4 separate regions of the Mus musculus genome follow, and all the other regions are linked to region 1. Evidence: chromatin contacts called from public ChIA-PET, Hi-C and HiChIP or PLAC-seq data. All regions are on one chromosome and are shown on one strand. Each heading gives the region's core, a stretch centred on a gene start, on an enhancer-like site or on the middle of the called end of the contact. The rest is flanking DNA. Distances are from core to core; before and after follow the strand shown.

Region 1 (2,749 bases), core at 126-2,625:
CAGCACACTACAGTCTGGTCCTCTTTGTGACATCCCAGCTAGGCTATCAGAGTAAACACACTGATGTACTCTGGGGGCTCTAGGGCAAAACTGGCTTACTTTCGAGCCCAGCCTACCGGCAACTTGGAACCCAGGTCTCTCCAAGCAAGGAAGCAACCCTCCTAAAAACCAGGGTGTCACTTCCAAGCCAAGCAAGCCATGCTCTGTGGCTCAGCACCCACTTCCCTGCCCTTGTGGCAACTGATAGACACACTCCAAGCCTGAGTTCAAGTTCCCAGGCCCTCCGCCTTCATCCCTCCCCCTGCCTCTCCTCCTCCTCCTCCTCCTCCCCCCTCCTCTCTCCATGTGACCTCTCTTCCTCCTCTTCTTCCATTTACCCTGTTCTCTGACCCCTCTTCTTTGTCTCTTTTCCTCCAGCCTTTTCTCCTTCTCCATCTCTGCTCACCTTTTCCTTCCTTCTCTACTCCCGGAGGGTGGGATGCACCTAGCAGAAGAGCAAGCATCCATGGCTTCTTAACACTTTTTCTGCCAGGATCCTAGTTGAAACCATGGGCCTCTTTTTTTTCTGGGAACCTGGGAGTCTTGAGAGGGTAGCCTGGGACTGGCCACTCACTGAGCACTGGGGAGCTCTCACAACCTCAGAGTCAAGTCGTAGAGAGATGCCTCCAGTTGTTAGGGTAAAGTGCAAGGCCTGGGGCTCTCTCAAAGACCAGAGTGCATATTTTTCTAGGCCTCTGGGCTCCTGGGGCTGCACTGGGAGAACCCACCAAGTCAGAGGAGAGCAGATGGCAGCTCTTTTCTTCATTTTGTGGCACAAAATGTGTCTGTGCTTTCTAGATTTTAGTCACAGAGTGTGCACTCCATCCCAGCATCCATGGTCCTTGGAGAGTGATGGCAGCTGGGATCCCCCACATATGACTACACATAGACTCTTGTGGATGAGCCTATCTGGCCCCCACTATCCCAAGAAGTTGTATACTCATCTCCCCAGAAGATACTGGGGCAGTGGTCTCCCCATTTCAACCTTTCCCAAACTGCTTTGGAAAATGACAAGAGAGAAAGTCCCAAATGAGACAGGGAAGACTTTCAGAATTGAAAATCCCCATTCCCTTCTCCAGCCACTGCTGGCTGTGGCCCTAACCTGGGAATTCCCAGCATCCCCCCGGGCTAGTGGCCTCACAATGCTCGGTAACTTCCCATCCTACAGAGAACTGAGATGGAGCTGGGACTCCAACAAGGTTCTATGTCGGGCCTTAGAAAGACGACTCCCTCCTGGGTTCCCATTGCCGTTTCTGTCCCTTAGCCTGACTCTTGAGACCTTCGTTACCTCTCCAGTCCTTGGGTTTCAGGAAGTGGGTTTTAGAGAGGGCCCCACAGCTTCCGCCAGCCTGGCTTTCCCTGGCAGAGCAAACACTCCCGAGAGCGCATGCTTCTCATGCAGCTTGTAGCCTCTTTCGAAATAGACAGCCATCAGGTTCATATGGATCCTTCCAGCCCCCTTCTGTCCCTAATAATCCCTCCTCTGGGGCGGTATCGATTCTCAGCTGCAGGTTGCCTCTTGGTATGCGGGAGCCTGGTTTGGGGTGGATAAATCGCTGCGCTGTCATCTTCACGCGGCAATTACCCGCTCTGATTCCTCTCCTCCAGCCACGCAGACACCCGCTTATCGACAACATGCTCGCTCAAGCCCCAGCCAGCTGGGCAGGGAGCCCCGTGGACCTGTAGGAGCAGAGACTCTGGCAAGGCAAGCTTAGACCCCCACCCCCACCCCAGCTCTGAAGCTGGACACAGTGGGGAGATGTTGAAAGGGAAGTCTGTTCACTACAGATATTGAGGCACCCCTGTGGGCATGTAGGTGGAACCCTGCATCTTTTCCTGCGTCTCGCATTCGCATGTAAAGAAAGTCATCCCACAGCTGTTCTTTTTCATTGTGCTCCCTGTTGGGGCTTGGAACCTGGACCCAGCTTACGGGCTAGTGGACACCTTCTACAAAGCACCGCCTAGTAAGTAGTTAGAATTCTCCTAGGGTCTCTGTTGCAACCATTAAGCTTCCTGGCCACACAAAAGCAATTATAGATGGTATATATACAGGTAAGTCCAGCCTGGGACACACACACTGGATACAGGCCATGTGACCAAGGATGACAATAAATGTGACACAAATGTTTAACTGTAAAGCTTACTAAAACATGATGATAATTTTTATCTATCTATCTATCTATCTATCTATCTATCTATTTATGGTGATTAGACTGCATGGGTCTGGAACATGAACTTTGGAAATGTTCAGAGATGACAGATGTCAGCATCACAGGATTGGGCACACCTGAAAGATGCATGAGCATGGCTAGGCCACAGATGCTGAGCTCGGATCTTATGCAATTTCCATGAGCTATGAAATACTATCTCCAGATTCCCTCCCCCCCCAACACACGCGTGGAAACGTTGGTGACGTGCACAAACACAGGCTGTGTGGGCCAAGTCCAGCCTCAACCATAGATTGTTCACCCCCTAATACTTTGATTTTTATCTATCCAGTCTGTCTGTCTGCCTGCCTGCCAGTCTGTGTGTTTGAGTGAATGTGAGAGTGAGTTAAACACACAGCCATGTGCATACCACAGTGTGGAAATCAGATAATGACTTGCAGGAGTCTGTTCTCTCTCTCCAGCACAGGTCCTAGGTCATGAGGCTTGCGCATCGAGGACTTTTACCTGCTGAGCCATCTCTCCCTGGCCCCTGATTTGATCTG
Region 2 (2,749 bases), core at 139-2,638, 200 kb after region 1:
CACGTGGAAATCTTTTGGGAAGCATATTTTAACCAAAATGATTAAGACATGGCATTCATACTGCCACTTCCCTTCCTGAGTCCAAGGCAGGCATTACTAATCAATCTCAGAACTTTCTTATCAACTGTATCCTTAGCAGAATTCCTCTCACCATATTTTCCAGGAAGCCACACCCAACAGATCAGAACCCAGTGAAATGTTTATCCCCTGGCAATAATGCCATTATAGAGATCTTCACTGGCCCAGACAAAGCTAGATCCCCAGAGTGGAATCCTGAGGTCCTGGTTCAAGCCAGTTACCCAAGGACTCTGTCAGCTATCTGCTCCCCAGGCTGGCATTAATCCTCACCCTCCCAGGACTCCCAGGACTCGCACTCATGGTGGAGAAGGAAAGTGCCAGGGTAAAGCAGCAAGCATGCAGAACATGAGCCAGATGAGCCGTATTCTCTGTGATCTGGGACTGGCACTCAGCTGGGCTGTCTGTGTTTCAAGAGACTTTTGCACTGCCCTCCCTTCCCCCCATCCTGCCTGGCACCCTCCTCCCCCAGTTCCTCTTTTGCCTATTTTAGTTCCCTGAGAAATTTTTAGTTCAGCTCCCACCATGGCAGGTTCAGCGCTGGCATGGACACTGCTCTAGCTCACACCCAGGAAAGCCTTTTCCAGGAGGGAGCATCCTAACAGTGCCCAGGTTAGGAAAGACAAAGGGCCCTCAGCAGCCCGTAGCCTAGCCGCCTCCTCCAAGTCCTCCGGGGAGCAGTTCTCAAAGAAGGAGCTAGCCCCTTCCAGGCCTCTCAGCCCCTTCTCCGCCTCTTCCTGGCAGAAGTAGGGTAGCCCCGGGGTTGCTCTTTTGAGAAGTTGGTCCAAGGCACACTACAATACTTCAGCAGGGTCAGCTCGGTCCACAACAGCTACCAGTGGCCCTTTGGCTTGTCAAGAAGCCCCTGCTTTATCAGACACCTTTCCTCCTGGTTTCTCCCATCCCAGGCCCAGGGAGAGCTTCATCGGAGATAGGTAGAGACCCTCCAGAGATAGATAAAGCACCCGCTCCAAATTTCTGATGGATTCCGTAAGGATCAATTACCTCCTCAAAATACAGACTTCGCTCTCTAGGCTTTTGCTGGTACCAGGAACCCAATATGGCCCTTGAGGCTACAGGGCTCCTCCCTCCTCTTGGGGAACTCAGTTCCCCACTGTGTCTCATTGCCACCCCATCTTTTGCCCCAAGGGCTAGCACCTCAGGGCACCTCCATTTTCCACCCTAAGATCCTGCAGCTGTCTCTACAGCAGCAGCAAGGTGGTAGCACCCAAGTTCATGGATGTAGACAGAACCCGGACCACACAAAACTTCACCCAAAACAGGAAACCACCAAGCTGACATGCCTTTGCTTGCAGGGTCCCAAGAAGAAGAGACTTAGAGCCCTACAGGAGGAAGCTGGGCAGGAAGCGAGTGGTTCTTCTGCTGGGGGCCTCCTCTCCTTTCCACGGAGCTGCAGCCATGCAGGGGTCCCCACAGGCAAATTCTTAGAAGTCATCTGAGTGGTGAGGTCTGAAGCTTAGGGCTGGAGACAGGTCAGGCTCCCCCAGGGGACAGGCTATACTCATCGTTCAGCTGGTCTGTGGGTTCTAGTCTTTGACTGGCCTCACAGCCCTGCCACTGAACAGCTGGCAGTTCGCCAGGCCATTATCCCCAAAGCCAAACAGAACAACACATTCTGTCTATAGTAACTGCATAGATCTAGAGCAATGGATGGTGCAGAAGAGTGGACCCTGAGGATAAAACAGGGGTCATGGCTTTGATGCCCTGGCCACCCCGACACTCCTATGATGATGATACAAAGCCTCTAAGGATCCCCAAGCCCCAGGTATAACTGGCATCCCACATCTTGGACCTCATCAGACAACTTGTCTGGGTCCCCAGCAGATAGCTTATTGCTGCTTCCCGGCCTGAAACTCTCTCTTCTCTCCCCACCCATCTGTCCTCAGGGAATGAATGGGGTTCTCCCTGGCTGCAGGCCCAGAACAGGAGCTTTCCTACCCATGCCCAGTTCAGCCCAGCCAGTGGAAGCTGCAAGAAGACATATGGTACCACTGGGCTGCTGCTCTCCCAGACTTAGAGCTACTTTCCCTCTAGAGACTGGAGAGTGATCTGCCCAGCCGTATCCCTCCTCACTCTCAAACATCAGCTGCCCATCCCTACCTCACAAGAACTACCCTTTCTTTTCATGCTTTAAAATCCTTTCTGAAGACTCCCCCTGTGTGCCCAGGTCATGCCAAACCCTGGAGATGAGAGCCAAGAGTAGTATCGGACCAGGGGCAAGCTCTTCTGTGTGCCTGAAGGTCACCCTGAGGTGAGGCTCAGAAGAAGAGTGGTCAGAAGCGGAGTGATCCCTAGGCCCTCACTGAAACTCCCATCCCTATCCCCATACCGGGCCCTGCACCTCCAGGGCCTTAAAGCCAGTGCCTCCAGTCCACTCAGCTGTTGGCAGCCATTGCCACATACTGTTTTTAATAGCATCTCTTTCACACTTAGAAATGGTCCAGCATCACTAGGACATTGTGGAGGTCGGTCACCTTTGCCACTGCTCCACACTGAATAGTGGTAGTGGTGGATGACAAGGACAGGAAGGGAGCGTGTTCCCCTCATCATCCCCATCATCCTCTCGCCACCCTCCCTCCGTGTCCACTGGTCCAGGCCTCACATTGCTCAAGACACTAATGAGCTCACAGTGGTTCCTGAACCTGACATGTAC
Region 3 (2,749 bases), core at 112-2,611, 190 kb before region 1:
TGGAGCATGCTAGCTTCTGCTCTCCCACAGAGCCGAATTCCAGACCTCACGTGTTCCCCTTGCAGTTGAGGCTGGTATTTAGGCCATGTTTTGAGATTTACTCATTTCTCTGAGCCTCACCCACGTGTGTATGTGGGTATGCATGTCTGATGTGTGTGCATATGTACATGTGTGCATGGGTGCATGTATACATATATGTGAGTGTGTCTAAAAGTGTGCATGTGTATGTGTGTGAGTGGGCAAGTGTGTGTGTGTCTGTGTTACACATTATTAAAAGCCTGTTGTTTTTCTTCTGTGTTTGATATTAGGGATCCTTTGCCAACTAGGAACCATGATGGGTAGAGAAAATTCTATTTTTTCCCCCTTCACACTTATGAAAAGAAGCCTACTAAGCTTTGGCATCAGTAAGTCCCCAGCTGGTCTCTGGGACTGGCCCACACCAGCCTTGCTTGTGCCCACGTTTTCTCTGGTCTAGCGCAGGACATCAGCCAACTCCTACTCTGCCTCTTTCTTTTCCCCTCCTGTCCTTACCTCCTCTCCTCAGGTGATCTGTAAGGACAGCGCAGGCATGTATACTCCAACCCTAACGCCGCCAGGGTCTCAAGTAACCTGGGCTGACCACTATGTAGCTAAGGTGAGCCTAAACCCCAGAGCCTCCCAAGTGCGGGTGGTAGGTGACACCTACACGTCCCCTGCAGGGCAGCGGAGGAAGTCACCCCCCAGTGGTAAGGGATTGGGTAGAAAGGAAGCCCAAACTTCTGCCACTCTTGGGTGTTTCCTTAGGTTCCCCACTTTTCTCTCTCTCTCTCAAAAAGAAAACAAAAACAAAGCACATCGGTTCCGTAACCCCCACTCTGCACTCGGAGCTGTACAGGAGCCATCTTCAGCTCTCTCCTGAACTTTGATCTCAGAGTCTCCCAAAAGTTTCTCTTCTGCAGATGTGGCATCTGGATTGCCCCTCCAACACAAATCTGCTCACTCTGGCCTCGCTCACTGCCACCAAATAGCTTCAAGCTCTCTCTGCGGCTCTCCACCTAGGCTGGGAGGCCAAGTTCATCTTGCTGGTACATCCTGCTCTGGAAGTATTGAGGGGGAGCAGGGGGCTGTGGGGCACCCTAGGGAATGAGGCGGTGGATACCAATAGGGAGTCAGGCAGGACCTGTTCCAAAGCCACACTTTTTTCACTTTGCAATTGGACGCCTGCAGTTACTGCCGTAGGCCAGGAAGAGGCGCGCGTGGGGGCGGGGCCAGAGGGAGGAGTCGGCAAACCCGGAAGCGCTGAACGGGGCGTGGTGAGCTGAGAAAAGGAGGGCGGGGCTGGGAGGACAAGGGCGGAGCCCGGCCTGGCTGAGCTCTGGTCACAGTGGCCCAGCGCCTTGGACCTGGTGGAGGTAGCAGCGGCAGCGACAGTAAGTGCGGGTGCAGCGGCCCCCATGCTTGGCTGGGTCTTCCCTTCCCGAGGCTGAGCCTGGCCTCTCCTCCACACTCTTCTCTGGTCCCGCGTGTGGGGACAGGTCGGCCCGAAAGATCCAGAAGGCTTTGCGGGTCCGGATCGGATGCCACAGCTGCCTCTGCAGCGAGGACTTGTCTTAGCCTACTGCCAGGCTCGCTCTTGGACCCCAGCCTGTGTCCACAGGAGCCATCGTGGCACACGGGCTGGCCAGACATGTTCTCAGTCCCCAGACTCCTACCCTTTCCAGCTCTGACTGGTCCTTACCCCAGGACCCCAGTCAGAGGCAGGGACAGCTTGGCCCCGGGAGGTTCTCCGCCTCCTCTCCTTTCTTTGTCTTTCTCTATTCATCCAAAGCCACAGCTACCTTTTATAAAGAGTAATAAGGCGTTGCTCAGTCCACTGCACCGCCCGTGACCTGGTTAGAGAAGATCCCTGGCAACTTCAGATGCTTGGTCAAGGCTGAGTAGTCCTTGATGAATAGACACAGTAGCTGAGAAGGGACTTCAGACCTGTGTGGGTCTGGGTGACCCACACTGAGCCGCTGAGCCGTGCGCCCACCCTCCTAGCCTGAACTTCTGGAAATGGAACAGGTCCTTGCCAGTTCTCTGATGCTTCATGATTATCTTTCACACTAAAAAAGAAAATACGTGTACATATGTGTGCCTTTGTGTGGGTATGTGCAGTTCTTTCAGGTGCCCACAAAAGCTACAGGAGGGCATAGAATTCCCTGGAACAGGAGTTAAAAGTAGCTGAGCTACTTGACTAGGGTGCTGGGAACTGAACACGGGTCATTTGAAAGAACAGCAAGCGCTCTTCACTGCTGAAACATTTCTCTAGATTCTGTTTATATTTAAAAAACAAACAATAATTTAAAGCACGTTTGCATGGATGGCCCTGTCTAGGTCCTTGCATGGTCCTCTTTGGTCTTTGTGTGAATTAAGGCTGTAGAGGGGTCTGCTCAGCTTGCTAGGACACTGTAGAACCTCTGGCCTGCCTGAGCCAGGGCTCCGCTGCAATAGTCAGGGATCTGTTTATCCAGCAGTGCTGATGAGGGGCATTCCCCTTGTTTGTCTCTGCTCATAGCTTCTTGCTGCAGGAAGCCTTCAAGAGGGAGGGCTATGGGGACTTGGAACCAGCAGATGGAGTCACATTCCCAGATTATCCCTGGGGGTTGGGGGAGGGAGATGAGGTTAGGGAAACCCCCCCCCCCCCCCAGGGCATCCAGACAGCGTGACTGTATCATCCATGCCCCTGTGACCTAGGCAAGTGGCTTGAACTTTCTGAGCCTCATATTCC
Region 4 (2,749 bases), core at 162-2,661, 130 kb before region 1:
TTTCTAGTTCCCCAGAAGTTTAATTGGGGTGGTTATCATCATCTTCTGTGGTTGTAGACTGCAGATCTGAGGAGATCTGCGCTTACTGTGTCCACAAGGCATCAGTATGAGGTGAGAGGAGAGGGTAGGAGGGGTAGGAGCCCTCCCCTAGACACTTCGTGGGCCTCAGTGAGAGTACTGTCCTACCCACCAGGGCTCTTGGCTGGTACGGAGTCCACAGCCAGAGTATGGGCTGTAGGGATTATCTGGAACATTCACAGGGCACTCCCAGGAGCCAAGCTCTTCTTTGGTTGATGGAAGAGAGTAAATAACTGGGTCATCAACCCATTTTCCAGATGAGCAACCGAGGCACACAGAGGTTAATTAACCTTAATTGTTATGGTTTCAGTTTAAAGCCAGACTTATCTGTCCTCTCTTCTACCCAGTATAACCAGAGGAGGAGTTGAGGCTCAGATAAAGGCAGCAACTTGCCCAGCGTCACACAGCTGAGCCACCTCAGTTCCTAAGCCTTAGGTGATTTTCAGTTCATATTTAGAGACAGGGCTAGGGACACAGGCCCAGTGAGTCTGGAATCAGGCAACCTGGTGGTTTGGGAAGAGAGTGAGGGACAGGTGGCACTGGGGACACCAGCAGGGTGTGGTTTTGGTCCACATTTCTGTGGGGTTCTTGCCCGCTCTCCACCCAGCCTGGAGGGGGGTGCTGTGCTGAGATCCGCCTCTAGGTGGTGCTCTGCACTGCAGATCTGGACTCCCCTGGGGACTGGGAGCCTTTGTGCCCTGGGTAACCCTCATCAGGTGGCAGTATCTTCTAAGTTTCCCGGATGCCTCTGGACAGCAGCTTCCCCGCTTTCTTCCAAAGCTACTTGGCTTTGTCAGAAAAAGGGCTGGCGGGATCTGGGGAGATTCCTTAGGGTGATTTGGGATCACATGTTACTTCTTGGTTGGTCCTTGGCCATGGCCAGCTTATACAATTAAGTTTTTTTTTTCCCCCCAGAGTTGGGGATTGAGCCCAGAGCCTAACAGCAAGCTGCAACCTCGACCCTTTTTGTTGTTTTGAGGTGAGACTTGCTAAGGTGCCTGGGGTTACTTGATGGTCTTCTTGCCCCAGACTCTTGAGTGGCTGAGATTACAAGCCTGTAGCCCCAGGCTCTTGGTCCGCAGCCCTTTCCTCGCCTGCAGAGTGCGGGTGTTTTATTTCTAGAACATTAGGAGAGTTTGATGGGATGTCCTTGTCCAAGGCAGGTACCTCCAGCCAGGAGTGGTCAGGACGATCCCCATGGACAGTGGCGGGCTCTTATGGCATGTCTGCCTGGATGCTGGCTCTTCCTGTCTATGTTTCCTCATAATGGTGGTCCATGTGTCCTCACTCATCCATCACGCCCAGCCTCTCCTGCTCATCCTCATGGACCTCACACTGGCTCACAGAGGAGAGTTGGTGAGGGATGACTATGAGCCTCACTACCTAGCCTCAGACTCCTACCAACCACTTCCCAGTACCTGTAGTACATTTCCTCATGCCCCATAGTGCCTGAGATGCACCTGCCCGTGGTGCTTAGCCTCCTGGGGGCTGGTTGGGAGACATGCCGGAGCAGCTGTGGCCAGGTAAGTGGGGGACAGAAGAGGTGTGTGCACCCAACATTCTAAGTAAACCAGCTGGGAGCCTGTGAATGCCTTCCCTCGACCTCCGCCATCCCTCGCTTGCTTCTGTGTGTCTATAGGTTTATGGCTCCAAAATGAAGACACCCTAGGTCTTTATCCTTGGGAGCTGTCCCGTGACCACTGGACCCCCATGGGAGTAAAAAGCTAACATCTGGGGCTACAGAAGCCTCCACTTCATTTATCTTACCTACAGTCCAGTTAATAGCCACTGGGCCTCAATGATCTCATCAGCGAAATGGGGACAGTACTATAAGCCACAGCATCATAGAGCTGTGGAGAGCTTGAGTGAGCTTGTTGATGCAACCCTCTTAAACTTCTTTGAGAAGATTCTGAGAGTATGAGATGATTTGAGACCTCCCTAAGCAGGAAAGACACCGCCCCCCCCAACCTTCCACTCCATGATTCTTGATGATGAGGAGGCTTGGGTGAGTGTGTGACCTGCTTAGGGTCCTTCAGACAGATTGTGGCAGAGTCAGACTGAATTCTGTTCTCTGAGCCACATCTAGAGCTCCGTAGCACGCTTCCTGTTCTTTACAACCTGGCTAAAATGGAAGTGGCTCTTCTCTCAGGTGGTGTGATGCAGTATGGCCCAGAGGAGGCCCAGATGTCTGCTCCAGGGTGTACTTTTTTGTTTCTGTTTTTGTTTGTGTTTTTGTGTTTTGTGTTTGCTGCACTGGGGGTTCAAACCCAGACCTTTCCATGCTCAATGATAAAGATTTATCTTTCTTTATCTTTATCAGCTCTTTTAAATTTTACTTTGAGACGACATCTTGATAAATTATCAAGGCTAGCCTTGAACTCATTGGCAGCCCAAGCTAACTTTTGGATCGTGATCCTCCTGCCTCAGCTTCTTAAATAGCTGGGATTACAGGTGTGTGCTACTATACTCAGCCCGCTCTTCTTTTATAAAGGGCAATTGGTTTCTGTGTGTAGTTAGCGGGAGACTCTGAGCCTACAAGAGCAGGCCTTGCCCAGTGTCCCTCAGTCCCCATGGGCTCTGCCTTCTCCCTGACCTGTTGTTCATTCTTTGGCCAGCTCCATACCTGAGACCAGGAAAGCCATATGGGACCTGGCAGATCGATGTTTTATCC

What was found. A called contact is a pair of places that touch in the nucleus more often than the background predicts. ChIA-PET counts read pairs in DNA pulled down with a chosen protein or histone mark. HiChIP or PLAC-seq counts read pairs in DNA pulled down with a chosen protein or histone mark.
Region 2: an RNA polymerase II ChIA-PET map of effector CD8 T cells shows a contact between it and region 1, with 20 read pairs. The contact joins two enhancer-like sites. A contact is called at or near these places in 3 of 115 datasets of contacts at active chromatin or transcription factors (effector CD8 T cells, embryonic stem cells and memory CD8 T cells) and 1 of 9 other capture datasets (adipose tissue).
Region 3: a contact with region 1 is called in a Hi-C map of the HPC-7 cell line, with 4 times the contacts expected there. The contact joins the promoter of Slc29a3 here to the enhancer-like site in region 1. A contact is called at or near these places in 2 of 39 promoter capture datasets (HPC-7-derived erythroid cells and cranial neural crest), 2 of 15 datasets of contacts at CTCF or cohesin (the NIH/3T3 cell line and large pre-B cells), 4 of 484 Hi-C or Micro-C datasets (the HPC-7 cell line, bone marrow-derived macrophages, nephron progenitors and 1 more) and 12 of 115 datasets of contacts at active chromatin or transcription factors (the HPC-7 cell line, astrocytes, bone marrow-derived macrophages and 8 more).
Region 4: an H3K4me3 HiChIP or PLAC-seq map of bone marrow-derived macrophages shows a contact between it and region 1, with 3 times the contacts expected there. The contact joins the promoter of Cdh23 here to the enhancer-like site in region 1. A contact is called at or near these places in 2 of 39 promoter capture datasets (cranial neural crest and trophoblast stem cells), 1 of 15 datasets of contacts at CTCF or cohesin (embryonic stem cells), 1 of 484 Hi-C or Micro-C datasets (brown adipocytes), 6 of 115 datasets of contacts at active chromatin or transcription factors (bone marrow-derived macrophages, embryonic hindbrain, embryonic midbrain and 3 more) and 5 of 9 other capture datasets (adipose tissue, embryonic stem cells, liver and 2 more).

What each region holds. Positions count from the first base shown.
Region 1 is chr10:60,565,512-60,568,260 of GRCm38.p6, reverse strand. The region is part of intron 7 of Cdh23 (cadherin 23 (otocadherin)); the gene reads left to right. Among named protein-coding and RNA genes, the nearest start is that of Gm51803, 120 kb to the left of the region's middle. Within about 2 kb of position 1,375, at least 68 of the 459 cell types and tissues checked have an H3K27ac peak or open chromatin away from gene starts, as enhancers often do. A contact at or near this core is called in the HPC-7 cell line, bone marrow-derived macrophages, effector CD8 T cells and 4 more, where this site is marked.
Region 2 is chr10:60,369,575-60,372,323 of GRCm38.p6, reverse strand. All of the region lies in intron 39 of Cdh23 (cadherin 23 (otocadherin)), which reads left to right. Vsir (V-set immunoregulatory receptor) reads right to left here. Exons shown (of 7, transcript NM_028732.4): 7 at 1-2,749. Among named protein-coding and RNA genes, the nearest start is that of Vsir, 24 kb to the right of the region's middle. Within about 2 kb of position 1,388, at least 112 of the 459 cell types and tissues checked have an H3K27ac peak or open chromatin away from gene starts, as enhancers often do. A contact at or near this core is called in effector CD8 T cells and memory CD8 T cells, where this site is marked.
Region 3 is chr10:60,751,394-60,754,142 of GRCm38.p6, reverse strand. It overlaps Slc29a3 (solute carrier family 29 (nucleoside transporters), member 3), which reads left to right and starts at 1,361. Exons shown (of 6, transcript NM_023596.3): 1 at 1,361-1,409. The coding sequence starts at 1,409.
Region 4 is chr10:60,695,152-60,697,900 of GRCm38.p6, reverse strand. It overlaps Cdh23 (cadherin 23 (otocadherin)), which reads left to right and starts at 1,411. Exons shown (of 71, transcript NM_023370.3): 1 at 1,411-1,601.